4 separate regions of the Mus musculus genome follow, and all the other regions are linked to region 3. A link is a contact called in public HiCAR-type, HiChIP or PLAC-seq and promoter capture Hi-C data. All regions are on one chromosome and are shown on one strand. The core of a region is the stretch at or near the end of the contact, and the rest is flanking DNA. Distances in the headings are between cores, read along the strand shown.

What was found. Promoter capture Hi-C pulls out the DNA fragments that hold promoters and counts their contacts. HiCAR-type assays count read pairs that join an accessible place to other places. HiChIP or PLAC-seq counts read pairs in DNA pulled down with a chosen protein or histone mark.
Region 1: a contact with region 3 is called in an H3K27ac HiChIP or PLAC-seq map of embryonic stem cells, with 21 times the contacts expected there. The contact joins the enhancer-like site here to the promoter of Hmgxb4 in region 3. A contact is called at or near these places in 10 of 39 promoter capture datasets (the 3T3-L1 cell line, HPC-7-derived erythroid cells, cranial neural crest and 5 more), 3 of 484 Hi-C or Micro-C datasets (cerebral cortex, cortical neurons and myocytes), 9 of 115 datasets of contacts at active chromatin or transcription factors (astrocytes, embryonic forebrain, embryonic stem cells and 2 more) and 1 of 9 other capture datasets (embryonic stem cells).
Region 2: a promoter capture Hi-C map of embryonic stem cells shows a contact between it and region 3, with 8 times the contacts expected there. The contact joins the enhancer-like site here to the promoter of Hmgxb4 in region 3. A contact is called at or near these places in 12 of 39 promoter capture datasets (the 3T3-L1 cell line, the C10 cell line, the HPC-7 cell line and 7 more), 1 of 484 Hi-C or Micro-C datasets (cortical neurons) and 8 of 115 datasets of contacts at active chromatin or transcription factors (astrocytes, embryonic forebrain, embryonic stem cells and 3 more).
Region 4: a HiCAR-type map of astrocytes shows a contact between it and region 3, with 11 times the contacts expected there. The contact joins the promoter of Sin3b here to the promoter of Hmgxb4 in region 3. A contact is called at or near these places in 12 of 39 promoter capture datasets (the 3T3-L1 cell line, the C10 cell line, the HPC-7 cell line and 9 more), 1 of 484 Hi-C or Micro-C datasets (B cells), 17 of 115 datasets of contacts at active chromatin or transcription factors (astrocytes, craniofacial prominence, differentiating embryonic stem cells and 12 more) and 4 of 9 other capture datasets (adipose tissue, embryonic stem cells, liver and 1 more).

What each region holds. Positions count from the first base shown.
Region 1 is chr8:72,675,850-72,678,858 of GRCm38.p6, forward strand. The region is part of intron 9 of Nwd1 (NACHT and WD repeat domain containing 1); the gene reads left to right. Among named protein-coding and RNA genes, the nearest start is that of Nwd1, 31 kb to the left of the region's middle. Within about 2 kb of position 1,637, at least 19 of the 459 cell types and tissues checked have an H3K27ac peak or open chromatin away from gene starts, as enhancers often do. A contact at or near this core is called in embryonic stem cells, where this site is marked.
Region 2 is chr8:72,989,323-72,992,367 of GRCm38.p6, forward strand. The region is part of intron 6 of Large1 (LARGE xylosyl- and glucuronyltransferase 1); the gene reads right to left. Among named protein-coding and RNA genes, the nearest start is that of Mir28b, 26 kb to the right of the region's middle. Within about 2 kb of position 1,264, at least 17 of the 459 cell types and tissues checked have an H3K27ac peak or open chromatin away from gene starts, as enhancers often do. A contact at or near this core is called in embryonic stem cells, where this site is marked.
Region 3 is chr8:74,992,373-74,995,384 of GRCm38.p6, forward strand. Hmgxb4 (HMG box domain containing 4) reads left to right here and starts at 1,278. Exons shown (of 11, transcript NM_178017.2): 1 at 1,278-1,377.
Region 4 is chr8:72,721,730-72,724,816 of GRCm38.p6, forward strand. Sin3b (transcriptional regulator, SIN3B (yeast)) reads left to right here and starts at 1,541. Exons shown (of 19, transcript NM_009188.4): 1 at 1,541-1,679; 2 at 2,315-2,421. The coding sequence starts at 1,581.

The DNA.
Region 1 (3,009 bases), core at 387-2,886, 2.3 Mb before region 3:
CCAAAGGATTTTTAATGGATGAAATCCAGAAAAGAAGGAGAATTGCAGGAAGATGACTCAGTTAACAATGTGCTTGCTATGAAAGTGGGCTGACTTGCCCTTAGATCCCCAGTGTGCATGTAAGAAGCCATTGTGGTGCTGTACGTCTCCCATGCTCTGTGTGGGGTAGAGGCAGGAGGATCAGAGGATCTGCTGGCCAGTTAGTACAGCTGAACTTGTGAGATCCAAGGTCAGTGAGGCCCTCTTACCAAAGTGGAGAGTGGATGAAAAAAAAATACCTTATGGTGACCACTGACAGCACATACATGTGAGCATGCACATACATGAGTATATGAATATGAACACATGAGGATGTACACATACAGGCATGTGAATGCACACTTGAACATGCACACACACAAGGCACATACAAGCATGCACACACACAAACATGCATACATGCATACATGGAGCATGCATATGAGAGTGCACATATGAATACAACACATACAGAATAATTACTGTAGGTAGATGGGGTGATGCACCTGCTTTTCCAGAACTCAGGAATCTGAGGCTGGAAAACTACTGCAAGTTCAATGCTAGCCTGGATTACATAGCCTGAGCTATGGTGTGAGACCCTACTTGAACAAACCACACACATATGCACACACATGTGTACACACAAAGGAGAAAGGCAAATGTTCTATGAAGATTCTCCTTCCTTCCTTCAAGACAGAGTCTCAGTGTGTAACTCAAACTGGCCTCAAAGCCACAATACTCCTGCCTCAGTCTTGTGGTAACAGGTGTGCCGCAGTCTAACCTCTATTGGGTCTCCTATCTGTGGGGAACGAATTTCTGGTTGCAGGTGGGCAAGGAGTTGGTGAGAATGGGGTGACAAACAGACACGACACAAGGGAGTGTGTTGAATCTGAATGCATTGTCCAAACGAACACCAGACTTTTTTATACAGAAGAAAAACAAAAAAAGCCAGGTGAACACATCCACCAAGTTACATTGACACAAAACAAATAAGAATGCATACATAAAAAGTTGGCGGGGACCAGGCCACATTTACCACTTAAAATGGAGCCAGGTGAATGCTCTGATGCAATGCTAGTCTATTGTTAAACTCACCACCAGGGGTTCTTTAGTAAATACCTGATTACGCTATTCCTCTGGACCTAGTGAAGAAACCTGTACCAGGGGAATTCCCTTCCACTAACTCTTTCATGTGACAATCCACCTATTTGCTAGGCCATTGTGTATTCCTGTGTTTGGGTGTGACTCAGCTATTGTCCTAAGTAATTACTATGCAGACTAGCCCTGAGCTTTCCTAGTTCTGTACTTTGTAATGCCTAATTAGTATCACAGTCTCTACTAGAAGTGAATTTAAGTGTTACTGAATAGGTAACATTCTTAGTGAATTCCAAGCTCAGGGTCGGCTTCAAGGATTTTCTAGGAACCATTGGAACACTGGTGGAGGCTTAGCTATGTCAAAATCAAACCTTAAAGGCACTTATAAGAAAACAATTCTGAAAGAGAGCACATGGATCCAAACACCAGACTAACGTGGGGACAGGCTTTGAATAAACAGGCTATGGGAATGCCAAGGTTCCAGGAGGCTGTTTCTGTGAAATTCTTTGCCTCAGGACTGCTTTCAGGCTTTAGGCCGGTAGGTAAAGCAGAGTGCACTGGAGTGGTCGAAGCACAGGTGTGAGCCATCATGTGCAGCTTTATGACAACTACCCCTTCTGGGCTTGAGGAGCTCTCCTGTTTGTCAGTTCGTGTTCCGGATGGTATCTTGTTTCATGTGCTATTTCTTATCTACTTAAGTGCATTTATTTTTTATTCTGTGGGAGTATGTGTGTACCCCAGTACACATGTGGAGATCAGAGGTTTCATTTCTCTCTTATCTTGTGGCCCTGGTGAATGGCAATCACCTTTGTCTGTGAAGCCATTTTGTCTGCCCCAAGATTTTATTTAAAAGTAAATTTGGAGTGGGGAGTGGAGATTGGTGCTGGAGTCCCAGGCTAGAACCCCAACATTGGCAGTTCCCAGAGACATCCTAGCCTCTCACCTGACTCAACAGGTGACAAGATGCATGGAGGAAGATCAGGTGTTCAAGGTCTGCCTCAGATACATAAGACACACTGACAAAAGAGAAAGTAAGGAGAGAGGGATGGAGGGGTGGAGGGAGGGAGGGAGGAAAAGGAAAATTAAACGAATGGGGAAAAGGTAGGTCCTGTGCCATGGCTCAGTTAATAAAAGTGTTCTTTGTACAAGCATGAGGACCTGAGTTCAAATCCCTAGCCCCACTTAAGAGCTCAGTTCACCAGCATGCACCTGCAAACCCAGGGGTACAGTCAGGCAGATCCCAGTCTAGCTGAATATGTGAGACAGGCTCAACGAGAGGCTTGATCTCAAAAAGTACATGGCTCATTACATAAAGGTTCTTGTGGCAAGCCTGAGGACCTGAGTTCAGTCCTGGGACCTAAGTGCTGGGAATAGAGAAGTGATTCCCACAGGTCCTCCATTGACTGCCACACAGGCACACAAACTAAGAACAAAAACAAAAACAAAATGTAATGTAAAGAATTAAACTGTCAAACAATTCAAAGATAAATTGGTAATCTTAGAGTTTGGTAAACCTCTGGGTGTGTTCTATGTGTATTTCAAATAGGTGTCAGTATGTCAGCTAGGTGTGTCCTGTGGATATCTTTGTCCCCCATATTTGTCTGATGTGTGTGTATGTGTGTGTGGTGTGTATATATGCATGTGTGTGTATGTATGTATGTATGTATGTATGTATGTAGTGTGTCTGGTGTATGTATTGTTTGTGTGTAGTGTATGTGTGTAGTGTGTGCCTGGTATGTATATGGTGTGTGTATGGTATGTGTGTCTGATGGGTATGTCTTGTGTATGTGTTTGTATATATCTGATATGTGTTTGTCTATGTGTGTGTGATATGTTTAGTGTATGTTATATGATGGGTGTGTCTGGTGTATGTGTGTGATGTGTTTGATGTGTATG
Region 2 (3,045 bases), core at 14-2,513, 2.0 Mb before region 3:
TTGAGAAAGGTATTAGTAATGGGCTAATTGTTAGAATATGTTGAAAATATGCATCCTCTTTGAAAAAGGTTTACCATATAACCTACATTTATTTATTTACATATACTGATTGGTGAGGAAATAGATAATGTAACTGAGAAGATATAGCCTAAACAACCATTTCTTCTTTTTCCAGATGTGAAAGAGAAGCCTATTTCTCCTGGAGAAATAGAAATCACCTGCAACCAAAAAAGAGTTTATAAACCATATGTATAATACACGTGTAAGAGGTAAAAAAAGCAAGTCTGATTAGACATTTCTCTCTTACACTCAGGAGTCGCATGGTAGAATAGGATCTGTTCACACTGGATACTATCGAGTCTAGCTTGCAGTTTTGTTAACTAAGTGATATATCCTATAAAACACAATTTGCCTTGGAATAATTTTAGAAAGCAGGAGAATGAACAAAGCACTTCTTTCATCTCAAGCTTCCAAAAGCCCTTATGTTTCCTGTCCAATGCTTTAAGGGCCATTATGAGGACAATGGCAGCAAGGGAGAGGCCTTGCCTCTTACAGGAGATCATTTGCTATAAGAATCCTAGCACGTTTGTCAAAGAAAAAGAAAAACAGGGTTCAGAGTTTCTTGGTTTCCAAGGCAGGCGAGGGCTCACTGTGTGCCCACTCGCCTGATTCAAACCAGAGATTCCTTCTTGTAACCGACGATTTCTTGCTAGCTACTTAACATCTTTGAGTTTCTGTATTATCACTGAGAAAAATGAGGAAAGGGTTGGCTAGATGGCTCAGTGCACAAAAGTGCTTGTTGCACAAATGAGACCAAGAGTCAATGTAAAAGTTGAGCACTGTAGTGTAAACCTGTAATTCAAGATGAAGGGTGAAAACAGACACCTGAGGTTATCCTCTGATATGTACTTGCCATCACATTAAACACACACACACACACACACACACACACACACACACACACACACACTTTAGAAAACGAGAATGATCAAATAAGTGCCTTTACTTATTTAACTGTTAGATTTAAAAAGCAATATACATGATAACATTTATCTAATAAGTGGTGCGCTGCATGTTAATAGGATGAGGTATTATTAATTTACTCCTGGTTCACATGGAAGTCAAGTATGGCTTAATAAAAATTCATAGCTAAAGGTGAAAAGAATTGTGTGGTGGTTTGAATAGGAACGGTTCCCATAGACTCATATATTTCAATGGTTGGCATTATTTAGAGGTGTGTCATTGTTTGGGTGAGTGTGTCTTTGTTAGAGGAAGCATGCCATTGAGATGTAGACTTTGAGGTTTCAAATGCTCCAGCCAGATCCATTGTCTCTTGTTGTGGATAGCCCTGGGGCTAATTATATTTGATGTTAATTCAGTTCTCCAGTGAGTGGTTGTGAACAAGGAGTGAGTCAGCACTCCGGTGATTTCCTGTAAACCTGCTTCCCACCTTAATTTGTAAAATAGAGAGCTGCTGATTGGGCAGATAAAAGGGCAGTGGAAGAGAAGGTGTAAGAGAGAAGAGGGTGGGGATGCAGAGGAGGAGGAGGAAGAAGAAAAAGGAGAAGGAAGAAGAGGAGGAGGAGGAGGAGGAGGAGGAGGAGGAGGAGGAGGAGGAGAAGGAGAAGGAGAAGGAGAAGGAGAAGGAGAAGGAGGAGAAGGAGAAGGAGAAGGAGAAGGAGAAGGAGGAGAAGAAGAAGAAGAAGAAGAAGAAGAAGAAGAAGAAGAAGAAGAAGAAGAAGAAGAAGAAGAAGAAGAAGAAGAGGAGAAGGAGGAGGAGGAGGAAGAGGAAGAGAAGAAGAAAGAAGAAGAGCTGAGTAGAAGTGCATGGCCTGGAGAAACCTCAAGTTCTAAGGGGTCTCATAGATGTGGAAGATGGTAGTGTAGCGGTAGATCTGCCCAATCTAGGTGCACAACATATAATCATATTAACTTTGTTGTGTTTTCATTTGCTGGGGCTTATTTGGGAGGAGATTTACCACAGCAGTGCAATAGTCTCTCTCTTCCTTCTGCTTGCCAATCTGAATGTGGAACTCTTGGCTATCTCTCCGGCACCATGTCTAACTGTGTGCTGGTATACTTACCACCATAATGATAATGGAATAAACCTCTGAATGTAAGCAAGCTACAAATGAAATGCTTTCCTTTATAAGAGTTGTCATCACCATGGTGTCTCTTCTTAGCAGCAGAACACTGACTAGGACAAATTGTGACCTCCCTAGATCTAGATCTGTTGGAAGTCCAGGTATAAGCATGGGGACAAACCCAAACTCTCATTACTGGAACAAGGGAGAGATTTCTGGAAGCTTTCTGGGTTGAGGAGATACCTCCTGGCCCAGTCCAGAATCCTTTCTAGATGGATCTAGAATACAAAGAGGAGCTCAGACTGTGGGGAGGCTGTGACACTTCAAAGCAGTTTCAGTACTATTTGAGAGGCTTTGTATTGGGAATGATACATTAAAGGGCGTGATTCAGAAGGTCAGTGGATTAGAGCTACTCTCTGAGTCAGGGACAAAGCTAATGAGGCTTTTCTTGTCACCATCTGTAAAAGTTTATTGCTGATACTTCAAAAGCAGAGAACAGGAGAGGGCTGGTGAGAGGTGGTGTTCTTCGGACAGGGAAAGAACAGAAGTTGCTGAGAGAGATAGGGCTTCCCTACCTGCTGAGAAGGAGCCACATCCTTGAGACATTCATCTGGATTTGATGAGCAGTGGCTAGTGGAAGTTATGGGGTGTGGGCAGAAGAGAGGTGATAGAGGATACATCAACTTTGATAGAAGGTTTTTGGCTGGCACTCCATACTCACTACTGGCAACAGCACTCAGGGATCTCACATCCTCATGGTTTCTTTCCTGGAACTGGTAGAAGGTGGCCTAATCTTTTCTTTCTTTCTCTTTCTTTCTTTCTTTCTTTCTTTCTTTCTTTCTTTCTTTCTTTCTTTCTTTCTTTCTTTCTTTCTTTCTCTCTCTCTCTCTCTCTCTCTCTCTCTCTCTCTCTCTCTCTCTCTCTCTCCTCCCCCCTCCCTCCCTGCCTCCCTCCCTCCATC
Region 3 (3,012 bases), core at 28-2,527:
AAGCCTTGTCTACATAATGAGTTCCAGGACAGCCAGGGCTGCTTCCTCCACCCATCCCTCCCGCCAAAACTGCCTACCTCCTGTGACTTTGACAAAGCAAAACAGAAGAGAAATTCCTCCCTAGAGCAGATGAAGGCTGGGTCTTTTCAGTGAGGAGGGCACCAGCTTCTGGTTGCCCTGATGGAGTGAGCACTGTTCACACAGAAGGCTATTATATACTTACACTATGCTACAAAAACAGAGTCTTTATATTAAACCAGGCTCTGGAAATTGTAAATGCTATTGATTTATTGAGTTCTCCTCAATAAATCAGAAGAAACTGTTTTCTCCTGTTTCTTAGAGAAAGAGTAACTTATTTATTTCCATTTTGTGTGTTTTTAGGGGACATTCCTGTGGCAGTCAAACTTGCATGAATCAGTTCTCTCTTTCCACCATGTAAATTTCCGGTGTCAAACACATACCCAGAGATTTGGTGTAAAATATTTTAACCCACTGAACCAATTCACCAGTCCTCTTAACACTTAAACAAAAATTGGTGTGAGCGGTGTAATAATTTGGTGAGAAAACAGCTTGTCTTACAAGTGTATGGTCTTCCACTTCACCTGGGCTACTCTCCAGATGTAAATGCTAAATTACAAATAAATACGGCTATTAACCCTTATCGCTCTGAGTCCGGCAAAGAACAGATTGTCTTGAAATAAACAGCATAACATTCTGTCTTAAATACAAAAGATTTAGGGGTAAAAGGAGAACAAGAAGGGCTACTATTAGGTGACCAGAAAGGACCGAGATTGCGGAGAAGGACCCATGAGTTCCTAAAAGAGAATACAAAGCTAATTGTCTAATTTTAAGTCTGTCATGAAATTTTCGAGGTTTGTATAAGCACGTGGTAGATAAGTACATAAAATTGTAACTGACAGTGAACGTATAAAATCCAAAGCCAAGCTCCATTGCTTCAGAACGACTGTTCTAATTGCATAGAAGTTTACGGAGCTGTAAAGACTTTGGGTTGGGGCAGGTGTTTGGCTACATTAATCTAATTGCCTGATATTTTTTATTCGCAATTTCTTTACAGAAAGATATTTTTATTGAAGAATAAACAGGAGACTTTTGAAATTATTTGTTTAGACCGAGAAGAGATTTCTAGACTAAACCTGCAACGGAGGAGTGTATTCTCAAACGGTACCGCGACCGCGCTCAACAAGCAGGTTTATTCGATGCGCTCGACGCTCTTTCGCCGGCGCGGTAGCCCCGCTGCAGTAGGAGTCTGCGCTCTGGGCTCGACTGAGGCGCCCTTGTTGCTCGCGCTTTTCTCTCCTTCTCCAAGATGGCGGCCGTCGGCGGCGCTGAGGCGGGATCCGAGCGAGCCGAGTGAAGGTAGCGGCGAGCGGAGCCCCCACCAGACCCGTCCGGACCCCCACCCCGGGGCGGCAACGGCCCCGCCCGGCCTCCGCCCACCGCTCCGGCCCCCCGACACCGTCCGGGAGGCGCTTCAGGCCCGCCGCGGCCTAGCTCGGGGGCCAAGCCGGGAACTGGAGTAGCGGCTGCAGCCGCCCCGGGGAAGGGGCTCGAGCGGGCCGCAGGAGGAAGGCGGCGGGAGCTGTTCAAACGGGGAAGGCGGGAAAGCTGCGGGGCCGGGAGGGGGCGTGCGGCCGCCCCAGGGACCCGCGGCCCGCGCCGCCCCTCCCCCTGCGCCGCTGTCTGGGCGCTCCGGGGCGCCGGAGGCCGACGGGACGTGGGAACACGGGTCGGGCGGAGCGCGGCATGGGAGCCGGGGCGCGGGCTACCTGGGGCTGTCAGGAAGAGAGGTCCCGGGCCGGCGGGCGGGAGGGCTGGGCGCGCGGTGAGCGGCGAGCGGGAGAGGATGCCCGGAGCTTCCTGCGCTGCGCAGAGCTTTGTTGAACTAGCGGTTGCAGCAGACCTGCCGAGGTTATCACAGCGGGGACCCCGGGAACGGTGGTCTTGGGGACTGTATGGATAAACGATCTCGTATTGTGTGTGTTCTTTGCGTGCGACTCAGTTTGAACATGCCTTCTTAATTGGAGTCATCTCCATACAGGCCCATTTCCCCCTCCACAACCACTACTTGTAGGTTCACTTTAGTTTATATCATATAGCAGACAAGATATGTCTACCACCCACCCACCCCACCCTTGTTTCCAGTACTGGCTGATTCTATACCCTCGTAGCAAAATACATTTTTAAAAACTGCATCCAAAGTAAAGCCTGTTGATTATGGCTTGTCAAAATTTGGATCGCTGAACTCGTGGAACCGAGTATGTTATCAGCCAATCTGTGCAGTGGTCGTGGTTCCAGTTAGCATTGCAGTGAGAAGATTCAGTGCGCCTTTCTGGCTATGGAGATCTCTGCAAGTTGCGAAGCTGGCAGGGGCTGGAGTGCTGCATAGGTGGGTCCTTGGAAAAGGGTGTGGCAAGAACTCCAACAGATCCAAGAAGGAAGGAAACCCACTGAAGTAAGAATTCACCTGTGCTATCCTAGAAGTAGCAACAAAATATCAGAATCTGCCAACAGCTGGATGTGTTTCTTCCTTTGACTGCATGGACTGGCAATCTAAGTTCCTAAAAACAGCCTTGGAGGAAACTCCCGTCTGGAGGAGACAGACCTTCCTTGCCCAGTTTACTGGGTGGATTTTCTTTCTTTTTCAATTCTCCGATCTGTTCTGGGATGATGATAACGATTAGCGATTGCTGGAACTGAGATTACCTCCAAAAACTTAGTTTCTGAAACTTTTTTTATAGTTAACGCTTTGAATTTCCAAAATAACAAAATTCTACCTTTGAAGATTTTAACTTTTTTCATAATTACTTGTTATCCCAAAAGCCTGTGCTGAAGTTTTATTTTCAAGTGGAATTAACAGCCTGCTTCTCCTTTCTTATACCCTGAAGAAAAGCCTTGGAAGAGCCGAGCCACGGTGTTCACGTTTTCTAAGCATTCGCTATCTATAATGGCATAAACAGTATTAAACAATGAATGAGCTTTTCTATGCTGTCA
Region 4 (3,087 bases), core at 291-2,790, 2.3 Mb before region 3:
TCATGTGCACATAGGGATGCATGTGTGTATGGAAGCATGTGGGGGCCAGAGGTCCACATCAAGTAGTTTCCTCTTCTGATTTCCACCTTGTTTAAATTTAAAAGTTGTTTTATGAATATATGGATATTCAATTGGCATGTATCACATGTGTACCACATGTGCCTAGTGTCTACAGAGGTCAGTGAAGGTGCCAGATCTCCTGAAATTGGAGTTACAAGCAGTTGTGAGCCACTATGTAGGTGTTTGGAACGGAGGATAGGTCAGCCTGGAAGCAGAGGTCCCATGATCCAGGTTTGCACACATTTGTGAACGGAATCAAGGAATGTCACTCTGAGAGGAGTTAATGGGTAAAGAGCTTGCTCTAAGCAAGCAGGAGGATCCAGACTAGGGGCTGTGACCCCAGCACTACTGTGGAGACAGGTGGACCCATGGCCACTGTATCAAGTGAAGACAATGAGCTACAGGTTCAGTAAGAGATGCTGCCCCCAAAACACAAGGGCTGGGTGATAAAAGATTGTGCCCATCTCTGGTCTCTGTACACACACACACACACACACACACACACACACACACACAGGAGTGAGTTTACCTACACATATGTACACACACGTGCACACACACACATACACACCCAGTGCAAGAATTCAGTCCACATGGCTCTTGAATGGATGCTGCTCACCTACAGCCCATTGCTGTATCAACCTCACAGAATAGACATTCAGAAACTTGTTCCAGAAAGCACCAGAGCCTTGCAAATATCACTATTGAGGTCTTGGGTCAACACAGACATCTAAGCTTGTTTTCCCTCTCTCTCTTTTTGAGACAAGGTCAACACCTAACTGTCATTTTTTTTTTTAAAGATGCAGTCTTTTTTCTTTTTTTTTTTTTAAGTTTTATTTATTTAATGTATTTGAGTACACTACAGTGAAGGTTGTGAGCCTTCATGTGACTGCTGGGAATTGAATTTTAGGACCTCTGCTCGCTCCTGCCAACCCTGCTCGCTCCTGCCCAAAGACTTACTTATGATTATAAATAAGTAAACTGTAGCTGTCTTCAGATGCACCAGAAGAAGGCGTCAGATCTCATTACGAGTGGTTGTGAGCCACCATGTATTTGCTGGGATTTGAACTAAGGACCTTCGGAAGAGCAGTCGGTGCTCTTACCGTTGAGCGTTGAGCCATCTCTCCAGCCCCTAGAGATGCAGTCTTAACTATGTACCCCAGTTTAGGTTAGACCTCTCAGTGGTCTCCTCTCAGACTCCCCGGTACTGAGATCACAAGCGAGCCTGCACACTGAAATGTGAAGTTTATAGAATTAATGCGTTTTGAAATATTCTTCAACTTTGCTTTACTTTCTTTCCCTCCAACAAAACAAATCAAAAAACACTTTAGGCCTTCCAGGTGGCCACAGACCCCCAGGGCACATAAGTTGAGAAAGACCTCCCGCCCCGTCCAGCAAGGCCCTTATGTGGACACTCCCCTATTTGACGCCACGAGTCTCCACCCCCTAGGAGGCGGGGCCCGCGCAAGCGCGACCAGGGCTCAGGCGGAGGCGGGGCAGAAGCGGCTCTGACTTCCAACATGGCGCATGCAGGCAGCGGAGGCTCCGCGGGCCGGGGATTCGGTGGCTCCCGCTGGGGTCGTTCGGGCTCCGGAGGGCACGAGAAGCTGCCGGTGCACGTGAGTGATGTCCTTAGCCTCTTCCTGGGGACTCGGACCCCCGCGGGGATGGCGCCCCGCCGTGCGGCCCCGCCTTGGCCTCCTCTCTGCGCAGCCGGGCCCGGGGACCCCACACCCCTTCCGCGGAATCCTTCGGTCTTCGCGGCAGCCCCTCGGTTTCCCCCTAACAATTCATTTCCGCCGCTCCTCGGACTTCTCAGAGATACAGAGGTCTTTCTCGACATCTCTCAGTCATTCCTGCGATCCCTGTCATCCCCGGGACCCTTCGGTGCACCCCGAAAACCTTCGATCCTCCTAGTTGGCCCGTAGTTTCCCTTTTACGCCCCTCGGTCTTCCAAGGGATTTCGCGTCCTCCTCGAGACCCTTCGGTCGTCCCCGCCGGTCCTCGGTCCAACCCGGAACTCCTCGAGGCCCCTCGGGACTACCCGCAGGCTCTCGGGACTACCCGCAGGCTCTTGGTCCTACCCGCAGGCTCTCGGTCCTTCTAGTCGGACGTCGGCCCTCCCAGTAACACCGCAGTTATCCTCGCGGCCCTCTGCTGCCCCGTGCCACCCCTCTTCTATCCCTGGCCTTCCAGCCATCAGTCACTGCATCGCGCGACCCTGGCCCACCTCTGGCCTTCTTGTTCCCCACAGGTGGAGGACGCTCTCACCTACCTCGACCAGGTGAAGATCCGCTTTGGCAGTGACCCTGCCACCTACAACGGCTTCCTGGAGATCATGAAGGAGTTCAAAAGCCAGAGGTAATCTGCAGGGCCTTGTACACCCAGGAGCTGGGGGCTGAGCCCTCTAACCCCCAAACCAACTACACTGTGTCTCCTCAGCTGTTAATCATGCACAGGATTGGAGGGCCCTGGGAATCTCTTCTAAAACAGTCGCAAGATGAGGTGGTTCTGAGGAACTGATGGGATTCCTGGAAGGGGTGAAGGAATTGGGGAATCGAGGCCTGAACAGGGAGTGTTGGGTGTAGTCTTTATTTAAAATGTTGATTTGGGGGTGGGTAAGATGTCCCAGAGGGTAGCAGTGCCAGCCACCAAGCCTGACCACCCGAGTTTCAGCCCTAGAGAGATGAGAATTAACTCCTACAAGTTGTTGACCTGCCCTTGAGATCTGTGGTACATGCCCAAATACAGAAAATAAATGGGGTACAGATTTTGATTGTTTGGGGAAGCATTTTTTGTTAATACTGCAGGAAAATATTACTTATGATCTCTTAGCTCTTGTCCCTACGATGCTTTTCAATAGCACTTACTAATCTGGAACCAGTGTGGTATGAACAGGAACTGTTTTGTAGACACAGAGCAGTTAGGCGTATTGGGTTGTTTCTGAGTTAATGTCCGTGTCTTCTAGAATCTTCTGGGAGGTGTGGCTTGGTTTAGGTAAGGGACTCATCCTAGTGACAGGTGGGT